Linked DNA regions of Mus musculus: region 2 is linked to region 1. The links are chromatin contacts, called in public Hi-C maps. All regions are on one chromosome and are shown on one strand. The core of a region is the stretch at or near the end of the contact, and the rest is flanking DNA. Distances in the headings are between cores, read along the strand shown.

Region 1 (7,408 bases), core at 3,394-5,893:
CATGAATTGATCACTGTCCACGTGATCAAGGATGCTACTATTTTTCTACAAGGTTAATTCGGTAAGTTTAGCACATTGGTAGCAGCTGTGAATAATTGTCACACTTACAGACTGACATCTTCCTATTGCCGACTTGATGGCACTAAGAACTGCACGGGGGTATTAGTGTGGCACACCTCTGGTGGGTTGTTTGTGAGACTGAAGTAAGGGAAGAGTGCCCTCCCCCATGTGGACAGTACCTTGCCATGGACCAGCATCCTGGTCCAAGTTAAGAGTAAAAAGGAAGAACAAACTCAATCCTGGTTATTCCCCTTCCTCTGCCTCCTGGCTCACTGACTCGCTGGGCTTGGCTGCTCTGACCCTCAGCCTTCCCTGCCATGGCAGACTGTATCTCTTCCAACGCAGAAACAAAAGAAAACCCTTCCATGGCTCTACCTGCCTATGTAGCAGAGGATAGCCCATCTGGCATCAATAGGAGGGGAGGCCCTTGGTCCTGTAAAAGCTCGATGACTCAGGGTAGGGGAATGCTAGGGCTGTGAGGCGGGCGTGGGTGGGTAGGTGGGTGAGCATCCTTGTGGAGCCAGGGGTATGGGTAGGGAGTAGGGGGGTTTTGAAGGAGAAATCAGGAAGGGCGATAACATTTGAAATGTAAATAAATAAAATAACCAATTTTTTAAAAAAAGAGTAAACCCTTTGTAACTTAAGCTCCTTCTCTTAGTTATTGCATCGTAGGGTGGGTAAGGGTTGGGAAGATGGAGGACCACAGACCAACTAGTAACCAGAGAAGCAAGAGCTAGGGCCCTCATAACCCCAGAGAGAGCCAGGCTGGAGAGAGAGAGAGAGAGAGAGAGAGAGAGAGAGAGAGAGAGAGAGAGAGAGAGGAGAGATTCTGCACAGAAGTCCCCCTAACGTCCCAGGAGGTTGAACACATGCACTGTTGAGTGCTGAGACTTTTGCACAGTACATTTAGAGAACTTTAACATCCCTTAGTTCAAAACCTGAAATACCTATGCTTATCTCAGAACTTTCCCATTAATTGATGTTAATTTTAATATTTTCCAAGAAATGGCTTAATCCAAGGGATTTGGTAAAGAACTGTAGGACAGCAGAAAAATTCTCAGAGTTTCATTCAAAGTCAAGCATGCCTGTGAAGACTTCTGAGTGTGATTTTACTTTCAGATGTCTCTTCAAGGTCATTACCAGTAACAAGAATAATAACGGAGGTTTTCATTGACAAAATGCCAGGGGAATCTATAATTTTTAGGTGATCAAATAGCCCTGAAAAGCTACTGCTTAGAGATGATTAAGGGTATGAGCCAAGAGGATTACCACAGAGACCCTTTGTCAAACAACGCGTGAAGCAGGTGAGGAATCTCAAGGCAGAGTCATACACATCATCAAACTGGCTCTGAAAGAGACACACGTGGGCTTTCACCAACCCCTGAGCTTTAGATATTCTTAGACTGTCTTGTTCCTAGAGTCATGAAATTTCTATTCTTCTCGTGCACAAAAGGCCACATCTATACCTTCATTCTAGAGAGAACACATTTGCATATCTATGCATGAGAGACAGTTTGATTCATCCCTCAGTGCTGGTGGGTGGCAAGGTGGGGCGGGGCTTATAGTTCTAAAGCATAATTACTGATACCTTCCAGAGAGGTTAGCTTGCTAAAATGAAGCATGAATGAAGCCAGCCCTGGGCAATGCTGTAAGGTAAAGCCTCTCTCCAGGGTGGGGCTAAAGCAGAGTAACACTTGGGCCACCATCCACAGCACCTGAATTGCATGCAGCTGGATAACCCAGGGCCCAGCACCTGTAATCCTGAGTTGTGTGTGGCATTGCAATCAACATTAACAGCTACTGAGGGGGGCTGTGACAGGGTAACCAAAGGCTCAGTGTCCAGACCTCCTGAATTATGTGTGACATCGAAACATAGATGCAAGCATCCACTGTTCCTACCTTTTATATTCATCTTGATTCTGGAGGCAGCAATTCACAGTGTTTATCAGAAAGCCAAACAAACGACTGTACAGTGACTTGGCCAGGAGGTCGCGGTAAAACGCAGCCATCTGGATAGTGTGTCGACGTATTATCACATCTCCTGGAATAGTGAAAGGAAGAGGAGAATTGTGGACAATGGTCTCCTTGTTAGAAGCCAACACAACTGTCTATGTCCCACTCACACTCTATGATGTCCGCCATGTCCAGAAAGGGCCCCGAAAGGTGGTGCCTGACAGTTATCGACATCTGAAGTGTCGTGTACCTTGACTTCTTACTAAGGCTTCTACGCATACCTCTGCACCTCTCTGCAACTGAGCCACCTCCTCTCAGTTGGAGAGCTAGCTCAGGGTCCTGTGAGTGAGCTTTCGGATAATAGCTCACTGGTTGGGCACTGAGCTGGCCCAGGGCATTTGAACACTTGCCTGTCTGGAGAGTAATGGTCAAATCAATCAGAATGTGCCTGTGGGTCCAGGGGACAAAACAGGGCCTTCGGGAAGAAGCCCCTGTCACTCTCAAGTGGAGCCATGGGAATCCTGAGAGAGGAGAAGTTCCAGAATGGAAGGCCAGTGAAGGGACTCAGGATAGAGAGTTAGGGTGACCTGGGATGCAGGCAGATCCAGTACAGTACTGCTGGATGAGACAGTGTGTGAATGCCGGGCTCAAGAATGCTCGCCTGTGGCCTTGGCCAGCAGGGCGTGTCCTTAAGTCTCAGTCCTTAAGGCTGAGCAGATGGCAGGGATGGGAGAGTCCCTCAGTTGGCTGGAGGGAAAGGAAAGAGAGGGGAGCCACCACTGAGACAAGATAGAACTTCACTAAATTGAAAGAGCACGGTCAAAACCATGGGTGCGGTAAAGCCCACTAAGGCAGGGGACAAGTGCAGCCTTCCAGATGTCACCACGAAAGTTCCGGGTTCACGTGGTTGAGGAGCTCTGAAGGGTGGGCAATGTGGTGAGAGGAGGTTGGGTGGGATGTGTTGAGGGAACCGGATGGTGAGTGACCAGCGGAATTTAACATGTGCACTGGCTGGTTTTGTGTGTCAACTGGACACAAGCTAGAGTCATCGGAGAAGAAGGAGACTCAGTTGACGAAATGCCTCCATGAGATCCAGCTGTAAGGCATTTTCTCATATAATGCTCAATTCGGGGAGGACCCAACCCATGGTGGTCTCATCCCTGGGCTGTGGTCCTAGTTTCTCTAAGAAAGCAGGTTGAGCAAGCCATTCGAAGCAAGACAGCAAGCAGCATCCCTCTATGGCCTCTGTATCAGCTCCTGTCTCAAGTCTCCTGACCCTCTTGAGTTCCTGTCCTGACCTCCTTCTCAGAAGTGTAGGCACAATTAACCCTTTCCTCCCTGGCTTGCTTTTGGGTCATGGTGTTTTGTTACAGCAACAGAACCCCGACTAAGAACATGTCTTCAGAAAGACCAGCAGCATCTTGAGAACTCCAGGCACTTGACATAGGTGGGAGCAGAGACGTAGATGGAGACATGGCTAAGAATGGCTAAGGGGGCCTGGAAGTCTGTCCTATAGGGAGGAGCATTCTCTAAGAAAAGTGGTGTCTTGGAAAGACTGTTGCGCGCAGGTGAGAAGCACACTTCCATTTCATTCCCGTGGAGGTGAGCGACTTCCAGAGGAAAGAAAACACCAACAGAAGCTGCTGCTGTGATGCTGGACAGGAAATGGAGGGCTGTGAGGAGGGAAGCTCTTTGAGAGGTCAGAGGGACCCAACCTACTTGGTAGAGAAGGGTGAGGGGTAAGGGGAGCCAGCAGAACCTGGGGAACAGCTGGATGGATCATGGGAAAACTCAGTATGTTGATTAGCATGGAAGGGGGGATTCTAAGCAGTAGGGGTCATTAGCCAAGCATCAAAATCCCTGCAAGCCAGACCCACGAAGCAGCTGGTAAGTTCGACATAGAGTGCCCGGGGAGGCCAGCCCTCACAGCTATGAAGAGGAAGGTTGAAGAAGGGCATCCATCCTGACATTTCAGTGGATAGCTGAAGCACATGCAGGAGTGCTAGTCTCCTGTGCACGGAGCACGGCCTTGCACCAGTGGGTGCCACAGGGAGTAGGCATACACAGAGGGCTGAAGCCGCCCTGTGAAGGTAGACAGCTTCTTTACCAGTGGCTTGGCATCTCTGGTGATTAACCCCTTTTAATCTGACTACTTTCCTCCCTGAGGAGAGTAATAGTTATGCCCGCCTCCTGACCATTCTTGAGATCAGAAATGACAAACTTCGGACCATTTGGCTCCATGCCATTCCCTCATAAACACCAAATAAATGACAGCCCCCATTCTGAGCGGGGAAAGGCAGAGAGAAGGCCGCACCCCTCCCCCATGAAGATCCATGTTTTATGAGAATACATCCTCTTAGATTGATGGCTTTGTTTTTCTGAACTGACAGGTTGATTAGGAAGGGGGCTAGTTACTCAGAATGATCTCCCGGGAGCATGGCAGGGTTCCCATACAGCAGCCTTTCAGTGCTTTCTCCTGGCACTCAGTCCATGCAAACAGTTTCCCCCGTGTGGAGACAGGCAAGGCTGTGTTTAATTTCCCCATTTCAAAGAAGCCCAGGGACTGTACAAAGGTAAAAGTCAGGTTGCACAAGGACTTACCTTTAAAATACTGAATATCAGTTGTTAGGGCGGATGCCAGCTCGTCGGTCGACACTTGCAACATACCTGCCACTGAAATCAAACACAGCTGTAAATAAGAAAGCACCATGCATTTCAACACTAAGAACACTGCGATTTGTGTCCATTGTGTGCATACTTCATGTTAGAAGGAGAGCAACTTCTACTCTCTGGCTTAAACTCATCTAGAGAAATGCCTTAGTACTCCAGACACTGGTGGGATCTTGTGTCTGTCTGGATTTAGTAAGGACATATTTTCCCCTTCACCACCCTTGTAGATAGGGCTGGATTATTTTTTTCCAAATTCCTTATTAAAATAACTTTGAAACAGGTGAAAATAGGCCATTTATTGGAAGCCCGTGGTTTGAGGATATTTTTTTAAAACTAGATGTGACCATGAAAACAATATCAAACAAGAGGGGCTTTTGAACATGGTGTTTAAAGGAAAGTAATTGTGAGTTTATAATGTTTAGCTAACGACTCCTCTCCAAATACTGTGTGGACAGCAGGTTGGGGCAAAGAATATTCTAATAATATCAAATGATCTAAAGTATATGATGATACCCCTGTGCAGAATGGGACCACGAAAGCACGTTTGTCAACCACCCCCTTTCGAGAAAAGAAAGAGGTTCTCCCCTCCCCCCAAGACTTCAGACCAGCTAGTGATTGTTGCAGCCAGCCGGATTCTGTGCTGTGTCGCCATCTGCTGGCAAAACTGTGAAACTGCACCCCCAACGACTTTGCCATCAAGGTGGTGGTGCTCCACTGACCTTGTTCCAGAAGCTGGAGGTCAGAGACAAAGGCCGAGTCAGCTTCTGTTAGTGCAGTGAACTGAATGTCTCCGATGTGTAGTATCGCCGATAGGATAACGAATAGGTTTTCCACCTCCTAAGTGTTTACAGAGAACAGATAGAATAATTCAGAGGTGGGAGCTCCAAGCAACCGGGAGCATTCTGGTGGGGTTGGGCTTGCCACTCTTCAGACCCACAGTGGGAGATTCAAGAAACTGCTCAAAATCAAATCTCAGCTCCATGTGCGTTGCCCTAAATTGCTGTTCTGGTATGAATCAGTGTGTTCTGGATAATCATTATTATATATATATATAAATAGTGATTGTAGTCCAATCACTTGCAGGAAACACCCCACTGTCCCAAGCTGTTCTTGCACATGGGTGCAGGGAACAGGAGAGGAGGGCCTGGTCTGGAAGCCTGGAACTGAGGGAAGAGTGGGACCTGAAGCTGGGAATTGCCACTTTCCCATTTATAAAGTAAGCACCTGGAGGTACTGATCTCAAGCAATTCTTAGGTATAGCATTCCATAATTAACAGAAGGCAGCATTTCCCACTGGACTCTGCAAGGTAGTCACCTCTACACAGGCAAGGAGGGCCTGTGCTGTTCTCGGGGGGGGGGGGTATGATTTATTCAGTGAGGAAGACAGAGCTTTGAGTGTTCACTATAACCCACGATATAATGCAGTGAAACTGAATCAGAGGAAAACTCCCCATGGAAGGAGGAGGAGTTCTGGGGTCCCGCTTTTGTCTGTAGTGGTGCAGTGGTGTCCCCCTGCCTTGTCAGCTTGCCTGCTACTGGATATGGTTGGTGCAGAGATGGAGGCTTCTCTGCAAAGTAGTCTCAAAGAACCACAAGCCCTTGCAGGTTTTGCTCTAAGAAACACAAGCCCTTGCAGATTTTGCTCTGAAGGCCTTATCGGCCAGAAATACTATCCTTTGAATTGTCATGGACTAAGGCCACCACTCCAAAGTGGAACAGATTTTGTTCTTCACATTGCTTCAAAGGCTTACGATGAAGGGATGGACATCAGGCCGTTTGTGTAAATGCACTGCCGTCTCCATCAGCTATGCCAGTCAGCAGGTGTGTTTTGCCTGTCCTGCCTTTGAGGATCAATTGTGGAACTTGAAAGGCGTTTCCAAGTGGATGATATTTTGGTAAAATGGTGCCCTGCCCCTGTCTGTGTTCCTGTTCCCTACAGGATCTAGAAACTCCAGGTTGGGGAGTGAGGATAAGAAAAGAGACATCACGGAAGCCAGCGCTAATACAGAGCATGCAAGTGGGCAGGGCCAGAAAAAGACAGACATGTAGAAATTGAATAACCAGGGTCAAAAGAACAAGACATCATCAGACTGCCTCTCACTGTGGAACTCCATGCTCTTAAAGGTGTGGGGCCTGTTTGAACAAAGTGTCTCAGTGAATCCACTTAGGGTGAGCCATTTATCAATTGTCTTTTATGCTTCCTCCAGCCCCCGTTGCCCAAGACTGTGGGCAAGCATGACACACACACTTCTAAGGAAGGAGAAGGAGCTCATACTTCAGACTACATCTGGGATGGAGCTGCGGGGCTCGCTGGGGTCCCCAGTGACCTCTTGCTCATTGTCCCTGAGGATTTGGCCCAATCTACATTACTTCCATATTGAGGGAGAAGAGATACCACATCAGGAAAACAGAAATGACGTCCAAGAACATCCTCAGGGGCCTAACCATTCATGTCTAATTCTCAGGACCAGACCCATTCAGAGCAATAATCCCTAACCACATGGCTATTTAAATTCAAATTAATATTTTAAGATACAAAAAAGCAAACAAACAAACAAATAAACAAACAAACAAAAAGTTCATTTCTTTAGCCTCCTTTGTCACATGACAAAGCCGGGCAGTGGTGGTGCACGCCTTTAATCCCAGCACTTGGGAGGCAGAGGCAGGTGGATTTCTGAGTTCGAGGCCAGCCTGTTTTACAAAGTGAGTTCCAGGACAGCCAGAG
Region 2 (7,408 bases), core at 1,832-4,331, 230 kb before region 1:
ATATATATATATATATAGTTTGTTGATTTAATATCTAGAATCATAGATGAAAGTCTTGAAGCACATACAAACAAGAAGATTTCTTGCACAAAAATCAGGGTAGGAGTCCCCAGGGGGAGATGAACCCACCCTGTTCAATTTTTGTCTTATAGATTCTACAGCAAGCTTGTACACAAAGTGTGCTTGGCAGGTATGGTGCTAGGAACTAGGGCCAGGTTAGGAATGGACATCTACCCTCAGGCTCATCCCTGAGTATGGTAGCCATGATGGCTGCTGTGACCACCATGTTCTGTGCTCCAGATCAGCATGTCCTTGCAGACCTCAGTGACAAGCTGGCATTCATGCTGTCCCTTTGTGATTCTGTGTGCAGAATTCCTCTAGGAGATGACTGGCATGGCAAGTCCCACCTGAAGCACAAAAGCTGGATAACTCTAAGGTTAGCCTTTGAGGGAGGATGCCAAGCCATGAATTATGAGCCCAGATGCTAAGAGATGACATTTGGCCACACCTGGAGTCTGGGGCAGAAGGCTCTGTTTGTGGGCGATGGCTGTGAATCCATAGCATCTCTCAGCAGCTCTGACTTAAGCAGGAGGTAAAAGGAAGAGGAACCAACGGGTATGCTTCATTCAGCAAAAGTGCTGCCTTGGGGCAATACCAAGGGTAGGGTGTGTGTGTGTGTGTGTGTGTGTGTGTGTGTGTGTGTGTGTGTGACAAAAGTTTATGTGTGAGACGAGAGGCAGACATACACTTTCTGTTCCTTACAGGAGTGGCAGGTCTGAGCTCACTGGGTCAGAAAGCTTCCGTCTTCCTTCTCCATTGATGAGGGCCAACTGGCCAGCCGGGACAGACAGGAGCCAAGATATGCAAGTGCACAGAAGAAGACAGAGGCAAAAGGTAAAAGACAAGGTTGTAGGAGGGTCTTAAACGCGTTCTCACGACCTGCCAGGAAAGACGCAACAAACCGGAATCTTCTGCGGCAAAAGCTTTATTGCTTACATCTTCAGGAGCCAGAGAGCAAGAGCAAGAGAGAGAATGGTGAAACCCCATCCCTTTTAAGGAGAATTATCCTCCGCCTAGGACGTGTCACTCCCTGATTGGCTGCAGCCCATCGGCCGAGTTGTCGTCACGGGGAAGGCAGAGCACATGGAGTGGAGAACTACCCTTGGCACATGCGCAGATTATTTGTTTACCACTTAGAACACAGGATGTCAGCGCCATCTTGTAACGGCGAATGTGAGGGCGGCTCCCCACAGGAGGGTGTCAGGAAAGCTCAGGAGTGAGGGCAGAACCAGTGGCCTGGGCTTCGAGGAGACTTTATGCGTAGTATGCATTATGTGTGGTGGACGTTATGTGCAGTAAACATTATGTGCAGAGGATGTTATGTGCAGTGGCAATGAATTCCCATGTGCCATGCACACTCACTCCTCTCAATCCCAATTTTGGAGCAGCACTGCTGAAAGCACCTAGTTTCTGTGGTCCCCTTATGTTGGAAGAGGCCAGGGGGCAACATGTTTCCTATGACTTTTGTCTGTTAGACATTGCTTAGGAATCTACCTAGTATGCTCTCTGAGACCTTCAAAGATCTGGGAAGCTTAGGGAAGGGAAGGATGGCTTTATCTCCCTTAAGGATGTTCTCGTAAGGAGGGTTCTCCTGCCAGCCTCCATCAACAATCCAGGCCCCAGAATCCAAGACTGACCAAGTGTAGTAAAACCCCCATGTTGGCCAACGACAGCATTCTAGCTCTGAGTTTCCTGAGCCTCCATTATCTTATTCTTTTTCTTCTGTGCTTCCAGGATTAACATTGGAGACCAAGGCACTTTCCCTGTCTCTTGATTTCTTCATGTTCAAAGAATCTGTTTCAGGATGACATGTTCTGAACCCCGTTGCGGTGTTTCATGCTTTGCCTCTGTAGAGCAGTATCCAACCAGAATGCTTGGGTTGTCTAGAGACATCTAGACTTCATGCACCTGCTTATGCACACATCTGGGTACCCACTCGGGAGAGAAAGGAAGCACACAGGTCGGGGAGCAAGGTCCTTGGATCTTCAGTAACACCCCTTTCTCTCTGTCCTATGGCTTCCATGGACTGTACTGCCAAAAGGCAGTGTCAATGAAAAAACAGGCATCTCACTGGCTCTCATAATGTCCCATCTGCTCCCCGGGCTCCTCCTGCAACACAGAGCCATGCTTTGGAAACTCTGGGGATCAATTTCATTCACTCTGAAGTTACCATTCACTTCATCTTTGGTGGTCTCCAAACTCTTCTGGAAGGGTCCCTGAATATCATGCTGGTTTCTTGCTAGACAACTGATTTGGCTGGTGTGTGTGTGTGTGTGTGTGTGTGTGTGTGTGTGTACGTACACACATATATGCATGTGTACCTCTGTGTACAGGCTCCCATACCATTTCCTACATGGATAAAACTCTTCTCCAAAATTACAAAAGAATTACTGAGGGCATCTCAATGAATTTGTTCTCTTTATTTCTTAAAATAATTTTGTTTTAGATATAGTAAAAATAATAATAGCTCTGTTTTCTTTTTGTTTTTATTACATTGAAATGAAACATGTCTATATTGCATGCAACCTGCTTGGAATTTCTAGAAGATAGTTGCAAGACTGGATGTCTAACTCCAGGCAGCCTGATGCTTAGCTTAGGGACCCCTTCCTCTCCTTCAGCAAAGGAAGCCTCGATTTACACCTCTATAGACCCATCTCAGCAAGTTCAGTCTTTCCATTAACCCCTGGTAGCCACAATGACTTCCTAATACCAGTTAATTAACAAACACTGGTGCTCCAACAGATGAATTCCTGGGAGAGTCTTTGGTGTGGTCCCCAGACTGCAGGAGCAGAGCGCAAGCTTTTTCCTTTGTTCTTCCAACACTTTCCTTGTGGGCCACAAAGTACTTTGAATCTCAAATGAGCTCTCTAATTAGTCTCTGCCGGCCTTCCTGCAGGATGGGCAGGGCTGTCGATTATCTCCACTTTGCAGATAGTAACAATTTACAGGACTTGGCTGAGGTCACCGGAACATTAGCATCTCAGCCAGAATACAACTCTTAGTCACTAAGCCCAGTCCTCCTACTCTGTTCCCTAGACAACTCCCTCCATCCTCTTGGCATTGGATCTGTACTTGCAGGGAGACCTTATTGTAACACTGTGAACTCCAATTTGGTGCTTGAGGCCTGGAGGTAAAAGGGGGACTTGAGGAAAGGTGTTCTGGCGTGTTTGTTTTATAGATAATACTCTACTGACTGGCTTGGCAACTCTGCGTGCACTTGTGTCTCAAAAACAAAAAAAAATGTCATTTACACAATCCATAGACTATCTTCATGGCCTAAATATTTCAAGGCCAGACCAAGTGAATACACCACCGGTGGGTGATTCTCAGCAACTAAGTATGCTTGTGTGAGGTTTGGGGACTCACTGTGCCCTGTGGTGATTGCAGATGAGATTCCCCACTGCCCAGTGCTCTGTGCATGTGATTTGAGCCTCTTTCTGTTGTATTGGAGAGCTGTGACACGGGGAGGCACATCTTTTCTCACCTCCTGAGGAGACACCAGAACTCTGTGTGGCCAAAGTACAGGGCTGTGTTAACCAGAACCAGGTCTCTCAAGAAACATAGAAGTGCAAGCTGCACAAACCCAGCTCATCATTTATTGACAGGAGCCTTAGACGCAGGCGGGACCAGGGGCTGCTATTGGACGGTCTACAGGCAAATTTCCGAGAGTGCCAGAGCTGAAGAACGAAGACATAGACTTTGATTCCTAAATCTCCAGTGCTCAGGAACGCTGTGGTCACGGCAGATGTGTGTTTATTCATGATATTCAACTGACGCAGACTCCCAGACTCCGTTCCCCACCCTCTCTGAACAGTAAACAAGTCCTCCCCATGACTGTGGGAACGGACTAATGAGTAATTACACGTTTGAAAGTCACCAGAATGGAATCCCAGGGGTGGACCCCTGAGTAAAGGAGAGTTGTGGGATAAATGCAAACACATTCTTTGGATTCCAGATCCCAGTGTGGTGCCAGGGTGCAGCTTCCCCAGGGAGGGCATGGAGGTACAGTAGGCCGCAGAGCTGATCCTATTAGCCACCTCACTTGGGCACTGATCCAAGAAGGCTAGCTGTAAACATGAATATTATTGTTCAGATCTTTGCTCTGTCTCATTCAAATATAGAAAGCTACATAAACATAAGGGAATTCTCTAAGAAGTATTTATCTCAATCCAAAGCAAGGAATGACTTCTGTGTTTGTTTGTTTGTTTATCTGTAGTGGTAGCATTAGTGTATTTGAGTTAGTGATCCAAGAAATGGGCATACTTTATGTTTGGGAAGTTGCAACCAATACCAGCATCACACTGACACATTCATTCATTTAGCCTTCCAGAGACACAATAAACAGCTCTGAGAACTATCAAAGCTAATGATTTAGTCCTCTCCCCATAATCATAAATGTGGCAGGTCACACACCCTTATAGGTGAATCGAATCCTGAATGTGGTAATCAGTACAAACAATTACTAACTGCTAAAACTGCTTAAAGTCTGCCGAGGCTGTCTGCCATTGGTAGCTAGAAGAAACCCCAACCAGCTGCTCCTTTTCGGCCAACCAGCTGATCATTTCAAACATAGTTGCACAGACATTAATTTGAATGATGGCTGTATGTCACTTCTAGGGAACAGACCAGAGGCGAGTAGGATTTCTCTCAGGGTAGTCTTCAGGCTTTATGCAGGGAGCAAACCGGCTTTCTTCAAAGGTTAGCTTCACCACAGGTGGTCTATCCCTTCTGAAAGACTCCTCCAGTCCCCACAGGCTGACCCCTGTTCCCATGGCAACCTGAGAAGTACAGGGTTGTTGAAAACAATTCTTTAATTTGTTTACTATTTCAAACTCAAGAACACGCCCCAAGGTTTCAGTCTCTACTCCAGAGTCTGCTTTTCTGACGTTTGAAAGAAAAACAGGAACAAAACCCCTTAGTGCTCTTTTACATGGAAGAGACTCTGAGGAACTAAGCTTTCTCGAAGGCCAGCTTGTGTTATAAATGGGGAAGCCAAGGGTTATGTTTCATACCACGAGGCTGCACAGCTAGAGGAACCTCACCAAATGGTGTCATCTTCTTGCTGTTGCTTGATGTCTGCTGTGTGCTGAGACTGTCATCTCTACTTCAGTTGTAGGAACAGAAGTGTCTGGATACAACCATAGAGCTCACACTCTGAAGGCCGGAGAATCCAACTGGTCAATATTTCTATGGCTGTTTGTATTCCAGGAGGCTGATGAAGTTGTCAGAGAATTATCAGCAGGCTGCTGATGCTTAGTGCCTGCCACAGAGAGCCCTGGCTCTGTGGAAGGTGTCAGTTGCTGGGAAGGAGGGCGTGCTTAGTGTATATCCTGATGAAGTCTACCCAGCTCCCTCAAAGAGTAGGTCTCTGGTGAGATGAAGAGTTGGTAAAGCACCTGTCTGTTTCTTCATCATAATTAAGACAAGATCAAGGCACTAAGAGCTCAGACTGGCTTCTTCATAATTTGTCTCCAGATAAAGTTCAGTAAAACAAATGGGACTCGCCAGATTGGATTCCTTTGCTTTTGACCTCCCATATTGGTTAGTTGTCTTGACTGGAGGTCTGGAAGCATCTTGATAAGGACTCAACTAGACAGGGCTTTCTTGCTTGGTGGTGACTTCCTAGGTGCCTTCTTCCAAACAGACACCCAAGTGTCAGGCCTGCCCCAGCCAGAAGCTTGCTGGGAGAGAGGATGGCAGCTTGTTCTCTCTGTGTTCTGGAGAAGGGGCCTGTTTTAACTCCCTACTCCTCCCATAAGCTGAGAGGCACCCTATGGCCTCTTGGTTGAGGGGAGGCAGAATGCCTACAGCTTGATATTCAGATTCACAGGTGGCATCTTTGGACTCTCTGTAGAGACAGGGAACTCACATCCCCCAGTTTCCCAGTCAGGCAGCAGAATGGCTCAGGCCCCTGTTTGACAGGGCAGTCCGTCAACAGTGAACTGTCTCTCTGGTTGTTATCAAACACAGCAGATCTCACTCATCAGCCCACTTACAGAAAAGCCTTGGGCCAATTTCATTGAGGATGGAAAAAGCCTTCTGCCTTGCCCTTTGGGGCATGGCTATGTCCAGCAGCACTGGCAACAGAAAGCAGGACCGATCGGAAGGCAGATTGTATTAAGTAGATTTCTATGCAGTTAATTAGATTCGAGACGAGGAGAGGTTGATATCAAAATCAGTAAATGTTGAATGAGAAGAGTCTTACGGCTAAAGAAAACTCTGGAAGAGGGATAGGAACCCAGGATGTCCATGATTACTTCCTGAATAATTACTGTTTGAAAGAAATTGTTTCCAGCCACCTGAAGGGGGGCTCAGATCAACAGATGCTTGGAATAGAAATTTACAAAGAATGCTTGAACACCTGGAGGTAACACTTGGGTAGGAGCGATTTTATTCTCTACCACTCTCTGATTTCTGTCTGTTTCTGTCTCCTGTCTAAGGTTCTGAGCCCCCAGATGTGACTCCTGGGATCAGGACTAGGAGTGTCCTCTACAAGACAAGAGCAGCAAGCACCCACAGACGCTGAGCCCTCTCTCCAGAATGCACAGTCCTCTTTGGAAGTCCATTTTATTGTGGTGGCCTGAATGAGAATGGCCCCCATAGGGTTATAAATGTGAAGGTTGTCAGGAAGTAGAACTCTTTGAAAGGATTAGAAGGAGTAGGAGGTGTGGCCTTGTTGGAGGAAGCATGTCACTAGGGGTGAGCTTAGAGGTTTCAAACGCCCAAACCCAGTTTCTCTCTGCCTTTGGACCAGGATATAGTTCTCAGCTACTGTTGTGGTGAATGACATCGTGTTTTCTGCCACGATGATAATGGACCTAGCCTCTATAACTGTAGCCAAGGCCCCAATTAAATGCTTATCTTTATAAAGTGTTGCCATGGTCATGGTGTCTCTTCACAGCAATAGAACAGTGACTCAGATTGCATAAACCATGAATCTTGCTCCAAAGACAAGAAGAGTTGGTTTAGTCTGAGTTTCCATGACCTAGGAACACTGAGTCAGGTTGCCCAGAATGAAACTTCCTGCAGTGGAAGGGATAACATGAACTTTCATGGTCACAAAACCAAGAGTCTTACACAAGCCTAGGAACTTACCAAAAGCTTTGGTGAGGATATCAAGTAGGTAGGTTGTAACAAAAGGGGGTGGGGCATCTCTGCTATTGGCCTCAGAGATCTCCGATGACATTCTCAGGCAAGATTGCTCAAAACCAATGTGTTGCTGTCTAAGGGTTACTATTGTGATCTAAAGACTTATACTTTCATGTCACTGTTCATTTTCAAAGGAATTTAGAACAGGAACTCAAACAGGTCAAGAATCTGGAAGCGGGAGCTGATGCAGAGGCCATGG

Evidence for each region. Hi-C and Micro-C count contacts between places; a contact is called where the count stands out from the background.
Region 2: a contact with region 1 is called in a Hi-C map of the N1E-115 cell line, with 4 times the contacts expected there. The contact joins two enhancer-like sites. A contact is called at or near these places in 2 of 484 Hi-C or Micro-C datasets (the N1E-115 cell line and muscle stem cells) and 1 of 115 datasets of contacts at active chromatin or transcription factors (embryonic stem cells).

The regions. Positions count from the first base shown.
Region 1 is chr8:10,436,911-10,444,318 of GRCm38.p6, reverse strand. Myo16 (myosin XVI) reads right to left here. Exons shown (of 35, transcript NM_001319151.1): 18 at 5,403-5,520; 19 at 4,615-4,686; 20 at 1,960-2,101. Among named protein-coding and RNA genes, the nearest start is that of Gm51561, 10 kb to the right of the region's middle. Within about 2 kb of position 4,643, at least 10 of the 459 cell types and tissues checked have an H3K27ac peak or open chromatin away from gene starts, as enhancers often do. A contact at or near this core is called in the N1E-115 cell line, where this site is marked.
Region 2 is chr8:10,661,619-10,669,026 of GRCm38.p6, reverse strand. No RefSeq gene overlaps it. Among named protein-coding and RNA genes, the nearest start is that of Gm32330, 8.0 kb to the left of the region's middle. Within about 2 kb of position 3,081, at least 121 of the 459 cell types and tissues checked have an H3K27ac peak or open chromatin away from gene starts, as enhancers often do. A contact at or near this core is called in the N1E-115 cell line, where this site is marked.